2 separate regions of the Ovis aries genome follow, and region 1 is linked to region 2. A link is a contact called in public Hi-C data. All regions are on one chromosome and are shown on one strand. The core of a region is the stretch at or near the end of the contact, and the rest is flanking DNA. Distances in the headings are between cores, read along the strand shown. Region 1 holds the start of SFT2D3 (SFT2 domain containing 3). Region 2 holds the start of POLR2D (RNA polymerase II subunit D).

Region 1 (4,166 bases), core at 1,153-3,652, 170 kb after region 2:
TCAAAATACATATAATATATTGTGCTTTGAATTTTATAAAAACATATTTCCCAACAGTGAATTCTTGGGAAAATGCTGGAAAAACAATTTTTAAAAATAGCATTAAATAGCATTTAAAAATGGGCTGAATGCGGTCAGATCTTCAGTCTAAAATTTAGAACTAAAATACAGATTTAACTAGGGGGTAGACAAAGCAGCCAGTGGTACATTTTCCAGTCAAAAAAATAAGTCATTCCCCCAAAACAGTGGATTTGCTTTTACAAACACTCAGTAGTTGTGCCTCTTGAGGTAGGTAATCAATAGGGTTGAAAAGCAGCCTTCTTTCAAAATAAGCGGGGTGGGAGTAAGTCTACCTTAGCGTCCACCTCTTAGAGCAAGGCTTGTTGGACACTGATCAAGACCTATAAATATAAATTTTGAGGCTGGAGGAAGAGGCAAAACTCTGTTGCCTGACCACCTGTTTAAGCAATGCTAATCCAGTCCCAGGAAACAATTACTTTCAAGTTGTTCTCAACCTTAGCAGAAAAAGGAATCATTTGGGAAGCTTAAAAAAAAAATACTGATGCCAATCTCGCCCCTCCCACCCCGCCACGAGATTCTGACTGAACTGAAGTTTGACTCAAGTAACTCTCATGTGAACTAAGAAGCACTGGCATAGGATTAAAACTTTTTAAATACAGTTTACTTCCTAGTTAATATGCAGCTAGTGACAAAACGTTGTTTTATTTATGGACTTAACCAGAATACTGAGCCCATTCTTTCTGGCAATAAATTAAGGTAAGTCCTAGACCAAGGTGCTAAATCTAAAAGAAGAAAATTTGGCAATTAGATATGAAAAGCACCTTACATTCCATTAAGATCAGAATATAAAGTGTAAACTATGGGTTCAAAAGCACATCATAAAATTAGGAATGAAAAACTAGACCTTGTGGAAATCCATGGTTTCCATCCAGTAGATAACTGGATGTGGAATTATCTTCCTGTCTCCCAGGTGTTTCCTTAGCTGAGTACTGTCCATGGACCTCTGAGCATTTACGTGCACCTTACTGGATACCATGCTTCTTGGTCCCTGGTTTCCTTATGTAATGCAGAAACAACTGTCCTTTAATTTTATAAGACATCATGTTAACAATTTCACTAAAATAAGAAAACAGATAAACCGTATTAACTAAAGCACTTGAAAAAATTCCAGTGGCTAAAGTCAGCATTTAATCTGCTATCTCCTGTGGATACTCACGTTGAAGAATAAGGGAAAAAACTTCCAAGAGCTAAAGAAAGCACGTTTACTGGCACTAAGCTACTGCGATCTACCCCTGGATTTTCTTAGGTGACAAAACGCGAAAGAAATCCGGGAAAATAAGGGCAGTCAATCAAAACGGAAAAGCTATTTTTTCTTGTTTTACTGTGTAATCTAAGACCACGGTTAACGCAAAAGCAATTTATCACTAATGTTTCATAGCGTTATCACCAACTCAAAACAAAATCTGGTTTTCACAGCACTTCCTGCCGAGTGTAGCACAAAAGGCTGAAATCGAGGAGCTTCCCAAACTGCTCGTGTCTCAGTTTACAGTTCGCTGGCACAGTAAAGGAGCAGCTTCTACCCCGGGCGGTCTGGGAACGGACAGGCGCAGTCCTTGGTTTGGCTGGCTCTGGGCCTAGAGCTGGTTGCCCGTGTCCTCTCGGTGGCGCATCCTGGGGACGGATTCTGCGTCCTTCCGACGGCGCGGGCCGCGGGCCTCAAACGGGGAGCGCCTTGGCGAGGGCGGCGCCCGGGCCCAAGCGCCCGAGCGTGATGCGCAGAGCGGTGCCCGCGCCGCGGGGAAGCACGCCCAGCAACGCGGCCAGCAGTGCGGCGACTTGTGCGCAGGCGCCCAGCGCTGTGAGCAACGTACTCCGCAGACACAGCGCGGCGTACAGCGTCGCGCCTAGCGCGACCACGTAGAGCAGCGCGGGCCGCGAGGGCGCCTCCTCGCCGCGCAGCAGGCGTCCACACGCTGCGCCGCCGCGCAGTAGTGTGCCTCCCGCTAGTGCCAGCGCCGAGCCCAGCGACCACAGCAGCGCGAACTTCCGGGCGCGCAGCAGCAGCACAGGCGCGTAGAGTGCGGCCAGGCCGAAGCAGAGCGCAGCCAGCAGCAGGCACACGCCACTCGCCGCCAGCCGCTGAGTGCGCGTCACGCTGGGCAGGCACGCCTGTCCCGCCGCCGGCTCCGCGGGGCTCTGTGTCCACGTCCAGCGCAGGCCCGCGCGGCTCAGCCACGCCCCGGCCTCCGCCGCGGGCTCCTTCGCCTCTCCCGCGGCGAGCAGTGGCTCCGCGGCCGCCGGGCCGCCCGCCTTCCCCTGCGCCAGATATTCCTGCAGCTGGCGGTTGAGGTCCGCCATGTTTGATGGAGGCTTCCGCGAAGTGGCGGCGGCGGGGGGGGCCTGCGGCTGCCGCCCACTTCCGGCTCTACTCGCTCGGCTTTGGAAACTGCTCGGACCTCGGGCGGCTGTCAGTCCTCCTGGACGGAAGGGGCGGGGCTTGTGGTTCTGCTGCCTTCGTGGTCTCAACAGGCACTTTCGCTGAGACCGCGGCTGTGTCCCTGCGTGTAGCATCAGGATACCTTTCTTCGGTGTCCGCTGTAGGCGCTGGCAGGGCTTGGGTGAATTATAACCTCATTAGAAGTTAGTTGAGGGGAGTGAGCTCGTGTGGCTATAAATGAAAGAAACTTGTGTGTCTTGACTTTATGGATATCAGTGTCGTGATTCTGTGCTGTAGTTTTCCAATATTTGGCCATTGAGGGGAAATGGGGAAAGGGTTTACGGTCTTAAACTACGCTAATCTATAATTTAATTTTTAATTTAATTTTTTAAGAAGCTCACGCAGCAGGTCATAAGTGGTTTCTTTGGTAATGCTACAGAGCTGAAGCAGAGTTAGCCGCCTACTCCCACTGATGAGCTTCTCTTCTCTTACCCGTTTCACCATAGGTCTGGCAATATTGTTTCAAGCCCCAGGTCATATATGTATATTTTTGGCCCACATTGTCATGCTCCTGATGCACCTCTGGGTACAGGTTTCCTGACCCATCAGATAATTCTGAAGCGCTTGTTCACGGCTCGGTTAATTTCTGATCTTTCTCTTTTCAGAACCTCCTTGAAGTTCCTTGGCTTGTTATGCAGGTCACAGCCATCTGGGTGTCTGCTAGGACTTCTGGTTTCCCTGCTCTCTGGTTTCTGCTTGGCTAATTCCTGTTCTCAGACATTCAGAGTAAGCTGCACCTCTTGTTTACATCTCTCACTGAGGTGCACTTTCTCAGAGTTCTTATCTATCCCAATTGTGAAAGTTTGTGCAAAGCAGTGCCAGCAGCTTGAGGACAAGTTCTCTCTCGTCTCCCTTTTCTTTGGACCTGGAAGGCTACAGCAAAGTCACGCAAACGGACGTTGACCTGATTCACACAGCTGTCGGATTTGAGTGCAGTAAAGGTGCTTGAAAGCCTTTGTAGAAGTTGAAGCCTTCGGTTGAAAAACCCATTTTTAAAGTGTCTATTGTGAATTTAAATACGATGGCATGGAAGTCTGTTTGGGATGTAGAGTGCAACCCAGTTAGGTACTAGTGCAGTGTATTCTTGTACAGGTCTTTGATTTACTTGCCCCGGAAGCGCTGGGAATGGGAGGCAGGGCTGAGCGCGGTAGGCTATCTTCTGTCGCTGACTTTGGAGCCACTGCAGGAGAAGAGAGGGTATCGCCCTGTGTCTGTTTCTTTTGTCTGTACTAGCTCCCCTCACTCCCTTGGTCCTGGCTTCCCCTGCACAACTCCAGCTGATGGCTGGTGAGCCTCCTTAGTCCTTTATGACGAGATCAGTATTAATGAGTTCCTGCTCTTGTCATGTCTGACTTTTCAGTTTTCTTGTTACCTGTGTAACCAGTTTCCCCCCATTAAATTATTCCCTTTAATACTTTGTTTTCCTGGTTGGATCTTGACTATTGTTACTGAACATGCAAACTTGGTTCCACTTGCCCGATGTGCAGCAAAGCCAATCTGCTGACCCTGGATTGTGGTGGAGGAAAGTATTGTGTTTATTGTAGGGTGCCAAGCACCTTACTCACATGACCTGAACTCCCCAGTGGCTTTCCGGGGCAGGTTTCTGGAACTAGTCACAGGGTGCATGGTGAGCTCATGCACAATTATT
Region 2 (3,801 bases), core at 806-3,305:
CTGGGACATTGTGTGGTCTGACCTAAAGGAAAATATTTCTTAGTTTTGGATGGCCCAGAAGGCGTAAGATGTGTGGAAAAAATAGCAAGGAATAACTTCAAACTTTACATTCATATACCGATAGTGTTAGTCTTCGGCGGAAACTATTTGCATGGATGTAATTTTTTTTTTTAAGATACCCAGATCCAAATCCCTGATACTTGGCCACAGGTGTACATTATCAAGATTAGATGATGATTTTGGAAATAGATTACAACTGATTAAACAGACTGGGATAATAACTCCGGAGTGAGAGGAATTTTGTTCCTTCAAGAGAAACTACGGTTCTAGAGTAGTATTTCATATTTATAATACCACCTGTAGTTAAACGGCATGGAAATCCATGTCTTTTTTGTTGTTTTTTTGTGGTAGTAAAATATAGAAGTGTTAGTCACATCTGACTCTCTGACCCCATGGACTCACATATAACATAAAATTTGCCATTTTAACCTTTCTGTTGTGAGAAATGTTAACCATGTGGTCAGAAATCAGAGTTCTTGTAAGGATGGAGGAGGTGCTCCAAGTCTGCTCTAAATCTGCTTCCAGATAAATCTAGTCTGTGACCTTGGCTTGAATATCTGCCTTTGAAAGGCACTCACTGGGCTGGTTGAAGAATTTGACTCTGAGCCAATACAGTACAAAGAACCATAGTAGCTCTTGAGGAACTTAATGATCTCTTTCTCTGTATCTTCTGTCGCTCTCTTTTACGATGGAAGTTAAGTCCAAACCTTCCATCAGCTACTCCTAGTGAGCTCCTCTTGGGTACGGCTCTAGGACTGATTCATTTTAAATTCAGGGCCTTGCACTTACGTGTTTATAATGGTTTCCTGAATGAAAATGTGGGCAAAACAGCCTGTGAAACATCAGTGTGGATTATTTGCTGTTCTCTCTTCTGTTGCCTTCTCTTCCTGCTGTGTGTTAGTTATGTGGCTAGTACTGGGGCCAGCAAATGTTAAGGTCCAGTTAAGTAGTAGGTAGGTGCTCTGCAAAAGCCTGTTGGATGGATAGATGGGAGAAGGGGGCCTACACTGAGCTCAAAGACTATCCCATACCCAGCTGGGGCATGTTCCCAGACTCCTCTGGGCATTGGCCTGCAGCTCTAATGAACTGTGTAGGAAAGCACTTTGAAGCAGTAATAAGCTCTGCCAGCACTATACGACCTACCATTAATTCACCTGATACATTTCTTTTGGAAACACATACACAAGGCAAATTAACTTTTATAAATTATAATTTAAAGGAATTATAAATTAAAGGAATACAGATGCATACCCTTGTCTGGTAATATCGTCATTTTTTGTGAACAGTTTATATACTTATAGACGGTTCATTCCTGAGCCAAGCAGTGCACTATGGTTATTTTCTGCATTGTACAACCATCTGTTTTCTCTCAAGTTGGAAACAGAATCATTTTTCATTTGCTTGCTTACTCGAAGTATCACCCAAATGTTCCAACAGGCTTCTCAATATCACTATCCACTATTCCATGTTCAGAAGTATTGGAAAAAATCCACTACAAATCAAACATTTTAAATGCTTTGAGGCATTGGAGGAATTACACTGAATGTTTTCAGAGTCACCTACCCAGCTTCCCATCAACTAGAGATCCTTGGGTCGGTCTGCGCGTTCCTGCCTCCCATCTAATCCTTCCCCTGCGCCCTGGAAAGCGGTATCCTCATCCACACTTCACAGGTGAGATAGCTGAGGCTCAGAAATGCCAACTGAGCAGTCCCCACGACTCGCAGCGAAGGACCTACTGTTGAAGAAAGTGACGGTTTTCTCCTGCCGCGGCCGCAGGATGCGCCACCCCGTCGCGGCACTTCCAGAGACCTGCAAGACCCCACCGCTCTGGCCCCTCCCCGCTTGCGCCCGAGGCCGCTAGGTCCCTTGGCCCCGCCCACCCCGCGGTTGTCTCGCCTACCCATCGCGGCCCGCCCACCTTCAGTGGGGCCCCGCCCCGTCTGCAAGAACACGCCCCTTCCGTGGCGGCGACCGGAAGGAGCTTCCGCTTCCGACAGCGTGGGTACTGGTTCTCGGCGAGAGGATGGCGGCGGGCGGGAACGATCCGCGCTCTGGAGATGTAGAGGAGGACGCATCACAACTCATCTTTCCCAAAGGTGCGGCCTGGGCAGGCGTGGCGAAGGGCGCGGAGGAGGAGGGTGCGGGCGGTCTGGGCACGGTTCCGCGGGAACTGGCCAGCTGGAGTCCACACCGGCAGCGCTGGAGCCGTCGGCCCCCAACTCCACATCGCCCCGGGGGGCCTCTTGTTCGTGTTTAAGTTGTTTTAGTCCATAAACTAGGAAGTGCTGGACGGTTGTGTCAAAGATAAAGCCAACACTAAAGGGGTAATGGCACGTTTTAATCATTAATATACTATCGCAGTAGGGAAAAGCGTGAAGCGTGGAATCATCTAGACTTGGATTTGTGCAAAGGTGACTGGGCGTTTTAAAGGGAGAATGAAGGAATAGGGAGAGGGGTGAGCAGGGCCTCACAAAGAGTCAGGGAAGTGAAAAATTACGAGAAGCGGGGGTTGGTCCGTTTGAAGCTCATTTGGATTTGTTAACTGGTGGTTATGGGGTTAGGCTCCTTCCTTCCCAACACCCTTCGCCCTGGGCTGTGAGACAAGGGCCCTATCTTCAGATGTTGTCAGGAACAAACAAATTATTTTGACAGCCTTCAGTTTTCATAAGCAGCCACTGTAAAGGAGCTAGAGTCATCCCAGGGATGCAGCCTTGAGCTGTTAGAAATCGTGTTAGTGTTTTCTTCAAGTCTTTGTGGAACAACCTTGAGTCCTAGTCGTGAAAAGGGCGCACAGGAGCCTGGCCAGAGCTTGGTTATGAGAGAAGAGAATCTTTGTCAGATGGCAGCGAGTAAAGCACTGTTTGCTATCAGGGATTCTGTGCTGTGTGATGGACTTAATGTGTAATTTAAAAACCCAAAATAAGTAGCTTAAGACTTCAACATATATCTTACAGGTACTGAAAAACACGAAGTCAGTGAACAGTAACAACAAAGTGGGGAAAACTTTAACAGTACCTGTCTTTTAAAAAAAAATTGCCACTAATATATGCAGAGTAAAACCTTAAAGTCCACACCTTTTCACCCAAACAACTATAAATAGTGTTTATCCTTCCAAACCATGCTTATTTTTAAGTATATACTTATACCCTTCATTCTTTGCAAAAATAGGATTATGCTATAGAAATCATAAATTTTGTAGAACTGTTCTATTCTTTTAAAGGACTAGATAGTACTTGATGGGTGGTGATGGTGTTCAGTCGCGAAGTTGTTGTGTCAACTGTTTTGCAATCCTTTGGACTGTAGCCCACCAGGCTCCTCTGTCCATGGAATTTCCCAGGCAAGAATACAGGAGTGGGTTGCCATCTTCTCCAGGGGATCTTCCCCACCAAGGGATCAGGCCTCTCCTGCATTGGCAGGTGGATTCTTTACCACTAAGCCACCAGGGAAGCCCGCTTAATGGTTGTACCATAATTCTATTTATTAATGTGTATAGAGATTGCTTTCAGTATTGTATGTCATAGACTCATGGTGAAATATTTCCGAGGACAGCGTCACAGACGGTGTAGGCGTAATGGACATGTATGTTTGTTTTCTTTTTTAAGGTGTGATAACTGAGAGGTAGGTGGTTTTCTGAATTTCATGATAAACCAGTTTTTGGTACTTGGGTTTTGTCTCGGTTCTTTTTATTTAAGGCGTTTTGTTTGTGTGAACACTGTACAGTTGTAGGATGTGAAGCCTCTG

The links. A called contact is a pair of places that touch in the nucleus more often than the background predicts.
Region 1: a Hi-C map of liver shows a contact between it and region 2, with 2.0 times the contacts expected there. The contact joins the promoter of SFT2D3 here to the promoter of POLR2D in region 2. A contact is called at or near these places in 2 of 16 Hi-C or Micro-C datasets (liver and tail adipose tissue).

What each region holds. Positions count from the first base shown.
Region 1 is chr2:117,786,449-117,790,614 of ARS-UI_Ramb_v3.0, forward strand. SFT2D3 (SFT2 domain containing 3) reads right to left here and starts at 2,403. Exons shown (of 1, transcript XM_042243598.1): 1 at 1,386-2,403. The coding sequence starts at 2,379. The coding sequence ends at 1,738.
Region 2 is chr2:117,614,912-117,618,712 of ARS-UI_Ramb_v3.0, forward strand. POLR2D (RNA polymerase II subunit D) reads left to right here and starts at 2,056. Exons shown (of 4, transcript XM_004004488.6): 1 at 2,056-2,156. The coding sequence starts at 2,084.